Regions from separate parts of the Gossypium hirsutum genome. Here region 2 is linked to region 1. The links are chromatin contacts, called in public Hi-C maps. All regions are on one chromosome and are shown on one strand. Each heading gives the region's core, a stretch centred on a gene start, on an enhancer-like site or on the middle of the called end of the contact. The rest is flanking DNA. Distances are from core to core; before and after follow the strand shown. Region 1 holds the start of LOC107954780 (protein PIN-LIKES 7). Region 2 has its middle 4.0 kb from the start of LOC107955091.

What was found. A called contact is a pair of places that touch in the nucleus more often than the background predicts.
Region 2: a contact with region 1 is called in a Hi-C map of leaf, with 1.7 times the contacts expected there. The contact joins the enhancer-like site here to the promoter of LOC107954780 in region 1. A contact is called at or near these places in 3 of 34 Hi-C or Micro-C datasets (callus and leaf).

Annotation. Positions count from the first base shown.
Region 1 is chrD07:39,796,531-39,799,797 of Gossypium_hirsutum_v2.1, forward strand. It overlaps LOC107954780 (protein PIN-LIKES 7), which reads right to left and starts at 1,723. Exons shown (of 9, transcript XM_016890451.2): 1 at 904-1,723; 2 at 664-743; 3 at 464-588; 4 at 262-383; 5 at 1-178. The coding sequence starts at 1,038.
Region 2 is chrD07:40,353,659-40,356,925 of Gossypium_hirsutum_v2.1, forward strand. No RefSeq gene overlaps it. Among protein-coding and RNA genes, the nearest start is that of LOC107955091, 4.0 kb to the right of the region's middle. Within about 2 kb of position 1,488, at least 6 of the 9 cell types and tissues checked have an H3K27ac peak or open chromatin away from gene starts, as enhancers often do. A contact at or near this core is called in leaf, where this site is marked.

The DNA.
Region 1 (3,267 bases), core at 473-2,972:
TTGTTATAGCACCTTCCTCTTTTCTTTCTTTCAGAAGCTGAGTTTGGGCGGTGGCATCCAAGTTGTTGTTGGCTTCTACTTTTGAAACGAATTCCTCAGCTGCTTCAAGTGCTTTGGATTTCACTGCTGAAGATTTTACCATTTGGTAACTGATTGTCCATATGTAGAAACCACCAAGCTGCATTAATTACCCGAATTAAAGCATATGTGAATATGATTAATCAGTCCTTCTGTAGGCTTGAAATAACCACGTGTAATTACCGCCATGGAGAAAGATGCATAGGAGAGTCCAACTGAGTTGCAAACATCACGGTTCCCAAATGGGCTTCTATCTTCATTGCAGACTGCAGGGACAAGTATAAGGAGAAGATTTCCCACGTTCCCTAGAAATAATTTCAACTACAACTTAGTCACATGTAGGGGAAAAGGGGGCCTTGAAAGCTCTTTCAAGTTTCGACCTTACCAGCTGAACATGTCGCAATAATAAGACCTTCCAGATGGGGCTTTGGTCTCAGTATCTTAACCACAAACCATCCCACCATTCCTCCCACTAGAAAGGTGATTCCCATGTTTACAGGCATAAACCACCTGTGAGTTGATAGATGATCAAACACATTGAAACCAAGTCAAAAAAGTCTATATGCATGTATGTAAGTATCCTACCATGAAATAATGTCTTGGAGCGTGACGGTCTTGGCCAGACTTGCAAACATGAGCGAGGGTGTAAACACAACGAACACAAGCTGCGTTTAATTACACAACATAAACAAATCTAAGAACTGAAGAAGATATTATGATGATGTTACAGTCAAGTTAACTAATTAGCATGAAAAAAGCCTACTTATGCAGCCTTTAATCACCTATAGAAACGATTATTCATGAAAATAGTCAAGTAATTAACACCTTATTCAAGGATCTGCGCGTATCTTCTGGGAAAAGCTTGCAGTAATCAGTCGCCAGGAAAGCGCCTAACAAACTGATTATAAGTACTTGCAAGATAGGCATGGCAGCAACCTCGAACAATGTCCAGAAACCCATATTTTTAATTTGTTTATATATGATAGATGAGAATGAGTGAGACAGAAAATGTATTTGGTGCAGTGCAGCAGCCCTCTTTCAATGATGATGAGTATGGTTTGTGTAGCATCAGGTTTGCACAAATGAATATATGTGAGGCTAAAACAACAGAAGAGGAGGAAAAGGTAGGGAGGGCACATACAGATAGATACAGTGCAATGCAATAATGAAATGGGATGCGAGATTACATTAAGTGGAGATGTACGGTAACAATGACGTTAAAAAAGAAAACAAAAAATTAAGTTGGGGAGATAAATGAAAGAAAGGTATTTTGATTTGATTTGTTGGTGTAGGGTAATAGAGAATGAAATTGGAGTTAAAGTAAAAGACATATGAACCAATGTGGAGGAAAGATCGGTGAAGGTCACAACTGATTGTAATTTAGCTGCCTGCCCTGCTTACCCTTTTCTCTTTGTGTAATTGTGTCGTTGCTATGGGATTGCTAAATAGGTTTGGATGCTTTTAGTTCTTACAACAAGATGAAGGTAAGGTCGGAGGCGGATTGTTATGTCAATCTAACAAGATTGTAGAGGAAGGAGATGAAAGAAAGTAAAAATGGCCTGGAGAAAGGATAAGAGCTATGGTTCAAGGGAAGTATCTTATAATATTTTACCATATTAATGCTGGATAGTCAGGACCAATAGTAAGGATAAGAGCTATGGTTCAAGGTAGGTCCTATTAATGCTGGATAGTCAGGAGCAATAATACAAATATGATAGTACCTGGAAACAGCGTGAAGATCAATGATAGATAGGATAAGATTACATAATCATGGACAAACAATGTCCTAAATTTTTCTTTTACTTTTTTTTTTCAAAACCAGGATATCGACGATATGTAATAGTAATTATTTTATAAATGTGCTCCATCCCATGAGTAAGATCGAATCCTCAATTACATGATTAAAGGGTGAGGTGAGCAAGCATCATACCGCATCTTAATGTAAAGTTAACCAAAAGGATGGTACCCACAAAATAGGGTAAATTATACTATTGGTCACTAAACTAAAAAAGTTACAATTTGATCATTGAAATATTCAAAAAGTTGTTCAATTGATGCTATATATGGCTTTCTCTGTTTATACTACCTGCACCAATCGAAATTTTCTTTCTCTTCTTCTATACTATTTTTCTTTCATTAAATAATTTTGGACGTTACGAATTTATAAATAAAACTCAAATAGCTTTTTTCCTCGATGACATTGACCAACAGATCAATTTGGATCTAAGGTACGGTACGTTCTTCTACTCGCCGATGAGTACTGATCCACCATACTGATCATCAAATTATTGCTTGGAGCTCATTGGTGGAACTTTTTTTTCTCTAAATTAATAGCCCGGTAACTTAAATTAAAACTTTTAAATAGTTTAATGACTTAAATAAAAACTTTCGAATAATTCAATGATCAAATTGTAATTTTTTTTAATTAAATCACCAAAATAAAATTTTACCTATAATTTAGTGAGCAATTGTACAATTTACCTAAAAAATAAAGTTAGCTAAAAGGACGCTTTTTATGATACGTAAGCCAACATAAATGAAAAATGGTCGCTTGCTGTTATCTATCGAGTGTCAATTAATTGCTTTAATTACTCCTAATTCCGGCTATTTTTTCTACCAAAGTTAAAAGAATTAATTATTTATGAAAATGATTCAAGTAGAAAATTATTTACGTAAATGATTCATTCTTCATAATGGTTATTAATGTCAGCTTGATATATTGATAGTATCGTCCACTTATCATAAGCTAATTATTGATTTTTTTTAAAAATAGTTTTTTTATTGTTATTATTGTGTCAGGCGACATACGTATGTATTTTTTAAAATACCTGTTAATGAGTATTCAGGAAGAAAAGAAGAAAGAAAAATATATATTCTAATACCTGAAAAGAAACAGTTGAAATAGAAAAAAAAAAGAAAACAAAAAAATAAAGGGGAAATATGTGACCGATGTTTGTTTCATATGTGGTTCTTGTCTTTTTAGCTTGTGAATGTCACCATTAGTGAGTGAAATAATGTTTCAAAAAAATAATATTAGATAAGATGAGAATGAGAAAGAAATATATATGGGAGAAGATAAGAGACGAAAGAGGGAAAGTCAAATATGTGAAAGAAAAAAATAACATATATGTAAAATAGAGATATAAAATGGAATTGAATATTTTATGGAAAATAAATAATTAAGTATGG
Region 2 (3,267 bases), core at 238-2,737, 560 kb after region 1:
TTCAAGGTGCAAAACTGAGGTATATTGTTACGGGGTGTATGATAGGATAGAATCGTTTCTTGTAATTGTTGAAGAGAGTGGATAATTTCTTACTGAGTTAGGCTCCATAAACGTAGGGAAACAAAACTGCGTAAACAATCACTATGTGCTCTATTTGTTTAATATTTACAGTTTGGTGCTAGAGAGCTACCCACTTCTCTGTCACTCATTCCAAGCACTTAGCTTATATTACAACAATGATTTTAAAATTTCATAAACAAATATTCATATTTTTATTATTAAAATATCAATAGTTTTTACAGTTTGGTGCTAGAGAGCTACCCACTTCCCTGTCACTCATTCCAAGCACTTAGCTTATATTACAACAATGATTTTAAAATTTCATAAACAATATTCATATTTTTATTATTAAAATATCAATAGTTTATACTATAAAACATTTATTATTAAATATTTATAAATTATATTATATATTTACTATTAAAATATTAATATAAAGATATTAAAGATATTTTTTAAATTTTAAATTTTAAAATTATTGTTGTTAAATTTTTTATTAAAATAAATTATAACATTCAGTAATTTACTAAAATAATAAATTATATTAATTATATCAATAATTTATTATATTATTAATATAAAAAAAATTCTGCCGCTTGGCACGCTTTACTTTGTCTGTCGTTTTGGCACGTATAGTCTTTTCATCATGTTTTCTTTCTTTTAGTAAACAATTTTTCTCTTTTTGTTGTTTCTTTTATTTTCTAATTTTCCTGTTTCATCACTTTTCCTTCGAGTATGGAGAGTGGAATAGCATACTTACGATTAGAGGATAATGAAGAAGAAGCCTGGAATGTCTAGGGAGATAGGGACTATATGAATCAAAAGTATGATTTTTGTCTGGTGGGTTGTTTTCTAACAGCGAGTGTCATTAATTTTCAGGCAATGCGGAATACTATGGCCAATATTTGGCATCCTTTGGGAGGTGTTGAGATATCAGACCTGGGAGAGAAGCGTTTCCTCTTTAGGTTTTATCACGAGTTGGATATTGGCAGGGTGGAGAAGGGAGCCCCTTGGACTTTAAATAGTCATCTTCTCATTTTTCACCGTTTACGAGAAAATGAGGAACCTTTACAGGTACCTTTGATTTATTCCTTTTTCTAGTTATAAATTCATAATCTCTCTTCAAGGTTATTTTCAGAAAATATGGCTCAACAATTTAGGAATTTTGTGGGTCAATTTGTGGAGTACGATTCTAAATAGATTGGACGGGGAATTAGGAATTTTATGCGAGTACGGGTGTCGATTGATGTTCGTCTTCTTCTGAAACGACGAAAAAAATTATCTTAGCATCTGGGGATCAAACTTATGCAAATTTTAAATATGAAAAGTTGTCTTTGTTTTACTTTGTTTGCGACCGACTAGGCCATGAGGATAGTTTATGTCCAACGAGACTATATAATGGAGAGATGGAGGTAGTTCTAGGGTGGGACCTATCCCTCAGGGCTGCGGCTAAAAGGGCAACAATTGCAACTAGTGTGCGGCTTCGGGAAGATATCGCAGGGAATAATTATGGAAATACTACTGATGAGAAGAATAAGAGGAGTAATTGGAGGAATACGAATCAAGAAGGGATGTTCCGTGATCAGTGGGTTAAAACAAATCAAATCCTTGGTTTTAATTTGTAAGGTAGCTCTTTTTTAGAAAGTCTACTAAACAGGGAAAGGGGGTTATGGGAAGAAATCATGGAATGGATGATGATATGGAAGAAAATCCTCTTAAAGATCTTGAAGGAAAAAAATGTCCCAGAGTTTTCAAATCTGATCTGACAATTTCTGGTAAACCAGATTCGTCAGATTTTCATGATGAACGAGTATTTGAGAGTCAAACATCAAAATCGGTGGCCGACTTTGGGTAGGCTAACCGGTACCAATAAAGATTCTTTGTTGAAATGTTCGTGGATTGGAGAGTCCACAAGTTGTTAGAAGACTTCAACATATGTTGAAGAAAATCAATCCCCATATAGTCTTCTTTATGGAGATAAAATTGGATTCAAATCGAATGGAGGTCATAAGACGAAAATGTGGTTTTCTTTCTGGTATAGATATGTCGAAAGATGGATCTTGAAGAGGATTATGTATCGGTGGAAGGACAATCTGAGTATTTCATTACATTGAATGCATAAAAATCATATTGATGTTGAGGTTGCTGATGGGACGGAGAAGCTGCCTTTAGAGATTTACTGGCTTCTATGGTTTTTTAGATGTTCGGTATAAGGAGGACACCTGGAATTTATTAAATACTCTAAGACGTTGAAACAATCTCCCTTGGGTGGTAGGTGGAGATTTTAACGAAATTCTATACTCTTTTGAGAAGAAGGGTGGTATTCCAAGAGAGAGTGGTCGTATGGGGAGCTTTCGTGAAGCCTTGGATGAATGCCAATTGAATGACCTTGGCTATGTGGGTCCATGGTTTACTTAAGAGAGGGGTAACTTTGAGGCTAATGATGTTCGGGAGAGGTTAGACCGTGGTGTTACTAATTCTAATTGGTGGATGTTATTCCCAAATTTCCAGGTTAAACACTTGACTCATTCGTTTCCGATTATTGTCCCGTACTTATCTCCACAAATTTTGAAGAAGAGAACCGAGTTTTCAAAAGGTTCAGGTTCGAATCTTAGTGGACCTTATAGGAGTCACGTGAAGATAAGATTCGAAGCATATGGGCTTTAAATACTGAGGATATTCTGACTCGTCTATCCATATTGGCGGAAGGGTTATAACAATGGGCTGCTACGATTCAAAGAAATAGAAAAGGGATGTCCAAAAAAATTGAAAGCGAATTAAAGAACTCAATAGGGAGGATCGACCAGATGATAACATTACTGATCTCATTAATACAAAGTTGTTAAATATGGATATGGACAGAGAAGAGGCGTATCGGGAGCAACATTCTAGGGCAAATTGGTTAAAGGTGGGGGATCAAAATACTACATTTTTTCAACGGTTTGCTTCCCAAAGAAGACAAACCAACTATATTCATGAATTGAGAAGATTTGATGGCACGGTTGCGATAACACATGATGAGATGGTTGAGGAAGCGAAGGTATATATTAACAATCTCTTTAACTCTCAAGGGATTGGGAATGTTGATCATATTCTGTCAGGGGTTAAACATTCCATAACGGCAGAAATGAATTGTGAACTGACGACAGAATATAAAATGGAGATGGGTAAAACAAAAGCGGCTAGTGTTGATGGTTTTCTGGCCAT